Linked DNA regions of Zea mays: regions 2 and 3 are each linked to region 1. Evidence: chromatin contacts called from public Hi-C data. All regions are on one chromosome and are shown on one strand. Each heading gives the region's core, a stretch centred on a gene start, on an enhancer-like site or on the middle of the called end of the contact. The rest is flanking DNA. Distances are from core to core; before and after follow the strand shown. Region 1 holds the start of LOC100192922. Region 2 holds the start of LOC100192478. Region 3 holds the start of LOC100274933.

What was found. Hi-C and Micro-C count contacts between places; a contact is called where the count stands out from the background.
Region 2: a contact with region 1 is called in a Hi-C map of leaf, with 9 times the contacts expected there. The contact joins the promoter of LOC100192478 here to the promoter of LOC100192922 in region 1. A contact is called at or near these places in 2 of 25 Hi-C or Micro-C datasets (bundle sheath and leaf).
Region 3: a contact with region 1 is called in a Hi-C map of bundle sheath, with 4 times the contacts expected there. The contact joins the promoter of LOC100274933 here to the promoter of LOC100192922 in region 1. A contact is called at or near these places in 5 of 25 Hi-C or Micro-C datasets (bundle sheath, ear, leaf and 1 more).

The regions. Positions count from the first base shown.
Region 1 is chr8:21,742,930-21,745,848 of Zm-B73-REFERENCE-NAM-5.0, reverse strand. LOC100192922 reads right to left here and starts at 1,472. Exons shown (of 7, transcript NM_001138106.1): 1 at 998-1,472; 2 at 765-886; 3 at 478-673; 4 at 66-183. The coding sequence starts at 1,390.
Region 2 is chr8:21,310,115-21,313,033 of Zm-B73-REFERENCE-NAM-5.0, reverse strand. It overlaps LOC100192478, which reads left to right and starts at 1,484. Exons shown (of 11, transcript NM_001347871.1): 1 at 1,484-1,982; 2 at 2,327-2,373; 3 at 2,509-2,548; 4 at 2,648-2,848. The coding sequence starts at 1,770.
Region 3 is chr8:22,038,822-22,041,740 of Zm-B73-REFERENCE-NAM-5.0, reverse strand. LOC100274933 reads left to right here and starts at 1,413. Exons shown (of 5, transcript XM_035961613.1): 1 at 1,413-1,693; 2 at 2,664-2,845. The coding sequence starts at 2,836.

The DNA of each region.
Region 1 (2,919 bases), core at 223-2,722:
AAGCAGCAAACGTAACTTCAATAGCAAGATATCTATCAACGCAAATTGTGATAAGTGAAGCTAACCAGGATATTTCGTAAAATCCAACACATGTGGTGTTGATGTATGGTAATCAGCAGCCATCTCACAGAAGTGATTAGCAATGTCGAATGCGACTGGGTTAAAACTCGCATATTCATAGTCCTGCAGAGAATAAAAGATCAACAAGGCGGCATTAAGTTACAGGAATAACATGGTCTAAGATTTGGTAGAACAAGAACTCCTCGCAGGTCTGTCAAGTTGTTCCTTATTGCTAGCATTGCTCAGCAAACCTAGATTTTTTTTCTGTTTTACTTATATGTGTCCCCATTCCTAAAATTTCATGATAACATACAGGAAAATTGTAATCCTGTAAATTTTACCCAGAATTATGCAGATAGGCGCCGGAATAGGTTTTAAGTGAAAAATGAGAATAGATTCTCATTTTATAAAACTTACTATCAAGGTGACTTGTCTGGTCTCTTCATATATCATAATATTTCCATACTGCAGATCGTTATGGCAGAATCCTACTGACTGTTGGAGCCCCGAGAGCGTCTTCTCCAGCACTGAAATCTCATCACCTAGTTTATTCAGCTGAAATTGGTTAGACTCTTCCTCAGAACACCTGTCACGAGCCTCCCCAAGCCACCGCCTGATTCATACAACACCAAGCAATCAGATTGGGATCAGAATTCAAGCACATTTCCCACAAAAATAAAAAAAGAAAAGAAACAATGGCATACTTGAGCCTCTGCCACAATGACACGTCCCTAGGTCCAGGCATGTCGAGATCGTGAAACTCGCGCAGCTTCCTGGCAATCAGCGCGGACATCTCCGGGTCGCGCAGATCCGCGGCGGAGAGGGTCTGGCAAGGCCAGGACGCGAGCAACGCGCGAGTGAGCCATGACAAGAAACAACCGCGGAACGGATCCGAGCAGACACATCACGCATTTAGGGTGGTAGAGGCGTAGTGTACCCTGGCGTTGATGAACTCCTCGACGCGGCCGTTGGCGAAGCGGCCCAGGAGGCGGGGCCCCTGGCCGTGGCGCGACATGCACTCGAAGGTGCGGACCTCGTCGGCGCGGTCGAAGAAGACCTCGACGCCCCGGCCGTAGATGCGCACGAGCACCTTGCGCGGGCCGTTGCCCTCGGCCTCGCCGCCGGGCCAGGTGATCCGGAAGACCTCGTTGGTCATGGCGCCCCTGAGCTGGGACACGGCCAGCGCGCCGGGGTCCACGTCGCCGCCCCAGAGGTCCCCGGCGAGGCGGTGCAGGATGCGGCGCGCGTCCGCCGGTATCCGGTCGATGCTGGCGCTCCGCTTCAGCGCGGGCGCGGCCTCCCCGCGCGGCGGCGGGTCCGCGGCGGCCATCGGCGCGCGGAGGGGCGCGTGTAGGCGGCGGCGATCTGCGGAGGCGGAGATGCGGCGTGGGTCCCGTGTCGGTTTGAGTTTGATTTGATTTGATCGGAGAGGGAAATGGGTTTGGGAGGCTGGGAATGCCGCCTGCCGCGGAATCGGATCCGAATCGGGATCGGTGGAAAAAAAACAAATCCACTCAAAGCTTCCAGGGGCGACAGCTTCTGGCGCCACGTCAGGCGCCAGCGGTGATTGCAAAGGGCACACGTGGGGACTCATCACGTGTACGTGTACCATGACTTGTGGACTCAGACTGCCTGCAGCGCACGGCGCAGCCTCTCCTTGCACCGGTGTTTAGCGTGCCTCTTCGCGTCTTCTTACAGTGTAGGTGTTTAGCGTGACTCTTCAGCCTCCCCTATCGGCTAGAGTAATAAGGCTAATCACAATAGATGTTTTATGAAGTGTTTCATGTATTAATTAGTCTGCTATAATCAGCTATTTTAATAACATGTCACATCATTTAAGAAGGAAGAGTTTCATAGAGTTTTATGGGGATGAAACCATGTTAACTCGTTTCCAAGGTCTTGAAAACTGTGTGAAACCTTCACTGAGAGTGTTTTGTTTCATCTTCATATAATTGAGTAAATCCTATTGGTTATTTATATGCAGCATTTAAGAAGTATGTTGACATATGAAATAGTAAGATGAAACTTTCTATTGAGAAAAGATGTTTCATTTATCCATAAAACTGATGTGTTATTTTTAAAAATAGAGACATGAAATCTTCACTGTGATTAGCCTAACGCAACAAAGGATTCCACCAAATCTGGCGGCTTGGAGCCAGCCCACTTACCCTCGAAGTTCGTGCACCGTGTTATTTTTTTATAGTGGAAAAATAGTTGTATATAATAAATAGGTATGGAAGATAATATTTTATGGTTGTAGTGGGTATATGAGAAGAATATAGGAGGAATCATTACTGGAGATAAAAAAATAGAAGAAGAAATATTATTAATGTGAAAAAAATAATATAGAGAAAGAATTTAGAGAAAACATTTGTGGATAATCTCGTCACGCCACATGCACCTGAGCCATCGAACTGAGCCTTAAAATGGCTTAAAACGACAAAGAAACACAAATTCGCATTGGTTTCTTACTTGCAAATTTGCGTCGGTTCAGATTATGATGAGGTCCGCTAAAACCACACCCCCAGCCATTGCTGGAAGACGAGGACACGATACACGAACCGGGGGCAGTAATCATATCTAAAACCTTATCCACTCGTACGTACGCCACCCCGTTACGAACACTCGAGGAGGAGGAGCAGAGAGAGAGAGGAGGCTACGAGTTGGAGTTCAGTGACGTTACATCCGCAGCAGCTGGAGGAAGTGGCGGCGACTCCGGCAGCGACGGCCGGTTGCGGCAGCCGAGGGCGAGGGCGAGGAGGATGCGCTGGGCAGCGCGCCTGACCAGTGACCGGAGCCATAGCAGACCGGACCCGTCTGCCCCGCCGTGAGCTCCCGGCCGGCTGCCGGCGAGAGGCG
Region 2 (2,919 bases), core at 235-2,734, 430 kb after region 1:
TCTCCTCATTTGCATCCATGTGGAAGAAGATATTCCCCATCCCTATTCCCTGAGAACTAGTTTAGGAGCAAGAAAACTAGAGAAGATTGAATGGATTATAAAAACCTTTTGTATTTAAAATTGAATAAAAATGTGAATTTAGTCTCTCTAATTTCCTCTGATTTAACACTAATAAAGAAATTCTCCATGAGTAATCAGGAAGGGTCTCTATTGCTATCTCTACCCTAGCCAGTCTAGCAGTCTAGAAACAAAAGAATGGACCGTCACCGATCCACGGCTGCGCAGCCTTCCACTTTGTGCCCCTGGTTCACGACACACCGCCGGCCGGCCACCGTCGTCCTCGAGTCCGTGCATGGAAATGGAGCCAAAAGGATTAGGAAAAGATGCGCCACATGCATGCCTTGTACAAGCTATCTTTTTTGGTTGGTCCAATACATTGGCTAATGTAGAGACCGGGCACTGTTTTCATTAGCTTAATGAAATAAACTCCCCTTTATCCAAAAACAATGCCTTGTACAAGCTTAAGCTTGTTGCTACATTGGTGTAGTATAGGGTCCACCGAAAAAAAAAATCAGCTACCAGCCTACCAAGATAGTGTTGAGATCCCCAACAGGGGTAGTGGCAGCAGTAGCAGAGGACGTGATTGGGTTATTGTATACCTCGGCAAACACAGCGTACAAATTTAGCCTCAGACATCTCAAACGGGAGATTGTTGGACGCGCGTAGCTAGTAAGACGGACTTTTTTACACTCTATATGGTATTTAATACATGTATATATTCAACCATTAGTGTACTCAAAAATACTCGCTCTGTCCTAAAATATAGTTAAACAGTCTATTCTTCCATATACTCTTGCAATTGTCGATAACTCCAGGTGTCAGCCATATGTTCCATCTTCATGCTCTCCGATCCCTTAGTCCAAACTTTGTTGTTTACCCTTCACTGTTTGTGTTTGTTTGCCCTTCACTGTTTGCTATTTATCGGCACAAACCTGCTTGATCCTCACCTTTATTATCGACCATTCCCGAGCTTCACACATATATACCATAAGTCAAGAGACATGTTACACATGTCACGAATCACTCTCAAGTTGGTCAACGTTAATTCAAAGTTGATCATGTTGAAAATCACTCATCTTTCACACTATGGACACATCTCAACCATGTATTCACAAAATCCTTTGGGTTTATAAGATTTTTCAAGTATTTTCAATACAGTTTAACAGTCAACATTCAAACTAAACAGTTTCTATACCACATTTTTCAATACAGTAAACAAACCCTGCCGTGACCGATGACCCCAGTACTAACGTGGAAGGAAAAATAACAAAAAAAAAAAGTTGCACGCCATACCGATATTCCACTATCTATACGTACGGTATGGGAGGGGTATTTCTTCCTCCAAACAGTGCGGCACGCACTGAGATGGCAGGACTGTAAATAAGCGGAAACCCTGCCCTTGTTCCAAATCCAAAGCGGCGAAGCTTCTCTCCTCCCGCTGCCCCCCTTCGGTCCTCCTCCGTCCGTCGCCGTCGTCAAACACGACGTTTAACGGGCGGCGCAGAGCGCTAATCCAGCCCAAACACGATATATAACGGTCCGCGCCTTCCGAAGACGCCAAGAACAGCCTCAGGTTACTCGCAGAAAAGATTTATTAGCTCGCCGCGGGGGTTGAACCGAGGCTCCTAGCTGATCGCGCGGGCACAAGGCGAGCGGACAAGAAAGCTTGCTTTGTGCTCACCGGCGGGCGGCGGCACGGACCCCCTGCGATGGAAGCCGTCGGCGTCACTCCTGCCCCCGTGGCGGCGCCGGAGAAGAAGAAGCTGCTTGACCTCAAGGACCCCTTCCCCGCCGCCGCCAACAGCGGCGCCAAGGCGTCCTCGGCGAGTAAGTGGGCGACGAAGAAGAAGCTGGTGGGCGGCGACGCCGGCTACGTGCTCGAGGACGTGCCGCACCTCACGGATTACATGCCCCAGCTCCCGGTGCGTTCGAGAGTCCCCCATCCTCTTGGTGTGTCACGTTGGGTTCCTGACGGTTAGTTCCCGGCGTGAACTGGAAAGTTCCTTCTTTTTTTTTTCGTTCTGTGTGATTCTGGTTTCTGCCCCCCACCCCCTTTTGGTCTATCTTAGGTTGAGACTTGAGAGCATGCGGATTCTAGTTTGGATTTGAGTTTTCACATACTGATCTGACAGTAAAAAGTGGCTGGTTCCTCCGATAGAGTTTGTATCAGAGGGAGAATCAGCATCCGAGAGAAAGGCAAACAGCAAAAAACATGATATGAACTTTTTTTTATGTTTCACTGATCACTGATGTCGTCGATCTGCAGACATACCCGAATCCTCTCCAAGACAACCCGGCGTATTCAGTCGTCAAGTATGAATTCTTCTTCTTCTTCTCGTCTCGTGCTTCCATCTCACTATTTCCATTCCAACTTGATCCTTATCCATCCAGACACGGATGTTCGTTCCAAAGCTGACCTTTCTCCCCGCCACGTGTTCTTCCTCCCAGGCAGTATTTCGTCAACCCAGACGACACCGTCACGCAGAAGGTGAGGCTTTCTTTCTCTGCGGCAAACAGTGAATTGGAGGCTCCATCGTGGCGGTCTTGCTCGGGTGCTGATCCTGTGGCATGACTTGACTATCTGCAGATTGTTGTTCATAAGACCAGTGCCAGGGGCACCCACTTCCGGCGTGCCGGGCCACGGCAGCGGGTGTACTTCCAGTCCGATGAGGTGAACGCCGCCATTGTCACCTGTGGAGGCCTCTGCCCGGGATTGAACACGGTCATCCGCGAGCTTGTTTGCGGCTTGTATGATATGTATGGCGTCTCCAGCGTCGTCGGCATAGAGGTGAGGACCGAGGAGTTTAATGGTGTTCGTCCTGTGAAAAAACATTGTTTACTAGTTAATTTGAACATGTT
Region 3 (2,919 bases), core at 164-2,663, 300 kb before region 1:
TAGTGCATTACCACCACTGATACAAGACAATTATGTTACCTATGCACTCTCCATGGATTTGTTATTACTACGTTTAGCAACATATCTTACCATGACTAAAATACGATGATCCTATCTTGATAGTCCATGTTCCTCAACATGTCTTGCAAAAGAATCCTTGAATGCAAAATGTGACCCAAAATTGATGTTTCGATTAATGCCTTTGCAACCTCCATCAGCTGCTGGTTGCTTTTCCTCGTGGCCCACAGAAGGATCCTTGAATTGTATGGAGGTCTATGATGGTACTACAAAGCACGTGATCTGCACGAGAGGAAGAGGCCTCGATGTCCTAAATGATTCAAACAAGGAAGCTTGCAATTGTCCAATCTGCAGCACAAAGGGTTGACAAGAGGGTTGGTCAATTGAATGAAGTTTGGGATTATAGTTTGATTTGGCTAACACTAATGATCATGAAGGGAGTGTCAAGTGGGGCTTGAACGACGGCATTGTACTACATCCCAATGTTTCACCGTTTGTCTAGGATAATTATGCTTTATAGGGGAGTCAGACTAAAATGACAATATTGTCGTACCTTGTTGCTCCGCTGACACTTTTGGAGAGCAAATGCTTGCCTCCTTATGTTTAGTAGGATTATTTTCATCAAACACTCGAGATGGTTCTGCATCTTTGTTTACCTATTCCTTAAGATGTTCGTAGTTGACGTTGTCATTGTCAACATTATCGTTACATGATGATGTCATTGCAAAAGATAGCAGAAGCTGACCTTTTTGGAGGTGTTGATTGAGGCCCCCTTATTATCAGGCTTCTAAAATAGGAAAGACAACACAATTGTAAAACATCAGTTTCCATCGGACATGGAATGAAGAATGGGAGAAGGGGACATGCAGTGTCTCAGAGAGAGGAAAGTGGAATGAGAGCGAGGAGCTGGAGCAGCTCAGAGCGCGCGCCATGTAGAGGAAGAGGACATGGTGAGGGATCTAGAGCATGAGCGCAGCGAGCGACACCACTATCACGACCGTGATGTCAGATATGAATTCGTGAACTCTCCTGCATGCAAGTGAAAGTAAGTATTTATACAAAAAATAACAGGAGGGATGTAGTTCTTTGCTTAAATATATTGCTAGATTCATTCATTACATATGATTAGTCTAGTTGAACTCTGAGGATGTGACATTTATGGAAGAAGGTATAGTGGCAAGGATCTGTGGCATCCCATGGCCAAGATAGTAAGGAAGCAGTTCTTTGCTTAAATATATTGACAGATAAAATATAATAAGGATGTAGGGTTTGTTTGGTTCGTGACTAACCGTGTCACATTTTAACTAAGGTTGATCATTTGAATTGAAGAACTAAATTTAAACACAAAAGTTAAATAAAGTGTGATAAATTAGACATCCGTAGTTCTTTGCTTCCCATAATCCCATGGCCGGATTCATCCTGTGGGGCCGTGGCCCGTGGGCTGGCCAAGCAAACGGACAAAAGCCCCGCCGCCCCGCGCTTTCTCCGGTTCCTTCTCTCCCCTGAGACCACCAACGCCGGGGCCGGAAAAAAGGGAAGCCAGAGCACAGAGCCAGACCTGGCGGCGCTGGACATCCAAAAACGCCGCCAAGGATCCTTCTCTCTCTCTCTCTCTCTCTCTTCGCGTCCATCGACCTGACCGCGGAGGCGCGTGCTTCTTCTTCCCGCTCTCCACGTAAGTCTGCTATCCCCCAGCGGGTTAGTTTCTTGGATCCTTTGGTTGGGGTTCGAAGGCGTCGTCGGGATTGTCTGTTCCCGTTTTTGATTGGATTCGAGCTGCGAGTTTTAGCCTAGCAACCTACTAATCTCTGTGTGCGGTGGGTCGAGTAATCGAATCTGGACGGCGTCCTTTTGTGGGTAGTTGGCTGTTAGGTCTGTGGTCAGTTCATAACTTTTACTCCGCTCGATGAAGTGCAATGGGCTCAATGTGTTCGATGAAATCGCTTACCCAAGTTATCTTATCTAAGGAAGTACTGCGGCGGTCAGAATTACAGCTAAATGTTGTAGACGGGCAACTGTGCTTCCAAACTTGAAATCTGACGGCAGGACAGGCAAGGTAAGTGTGTCTTGCATCTTGTCAACGAAGTTTGGGTAATAAAGAAGTGGTTGAACCCATTGACCCATTCGTCACTGTGAAAACTAAAGACTTAGCGTAGGAGCCATGTGGCTCCTTTCCCCTCGTGTACTGTGTACTGACACTCGATTTCTGTTTTGTTGGTACTTGTAGAATTCGATACTCGAGTTCACTGTGTATTACTTCACTAGATCTGCCTCTAACTAGTGGACAATGTGCTTGCATGTGTTCTGACATGCTATCTTTCTAAGACAAGGAAATCACTATTCACATGTTTATATTAGGAGTTTGCTTTGTATTCTGTGATGACCGTAGGCAACAGTGCTAACTCTTGACAGCTTTGTAGGTCTGGTTGTCATTGTACCTTACAATTACATTATTTAACTTTTGTTACTGGGGTTTGGAAGTTTAGACACGGGACCTGCTGGTGTATATAGGACTAATTCCTATGGTCCTCTCAATTGCAAAGGACATGCATTCGTGTCTATGACCCTATTTTTCACAAAAGAATTTATGCATTTTCATGCATCTGTTCCTATCAATTTTCTCATGTTTGTATTTTTTTCCCCAGTGCAGTGTCATGAAGATTGAGGGAAACTTGCATGTTTGATATACCCAGCTGCTTTCTGTAACGAAAAACTCGTGATCATTTTGTTGAATTGGTCACTGTCAGGGAGGGATCTACTTGTCAGTTTTTGGTATTAAGGCTGCTGGCCTTCCCTTGCAGGGTATCTGTAGAATAAATGGGAGAAGGTAACAGTTTTCAACTTTATAATATTGTTTCTTGTGAATCAATAGAGTGTAGAGCCTTTGCAACATTAGTCTGT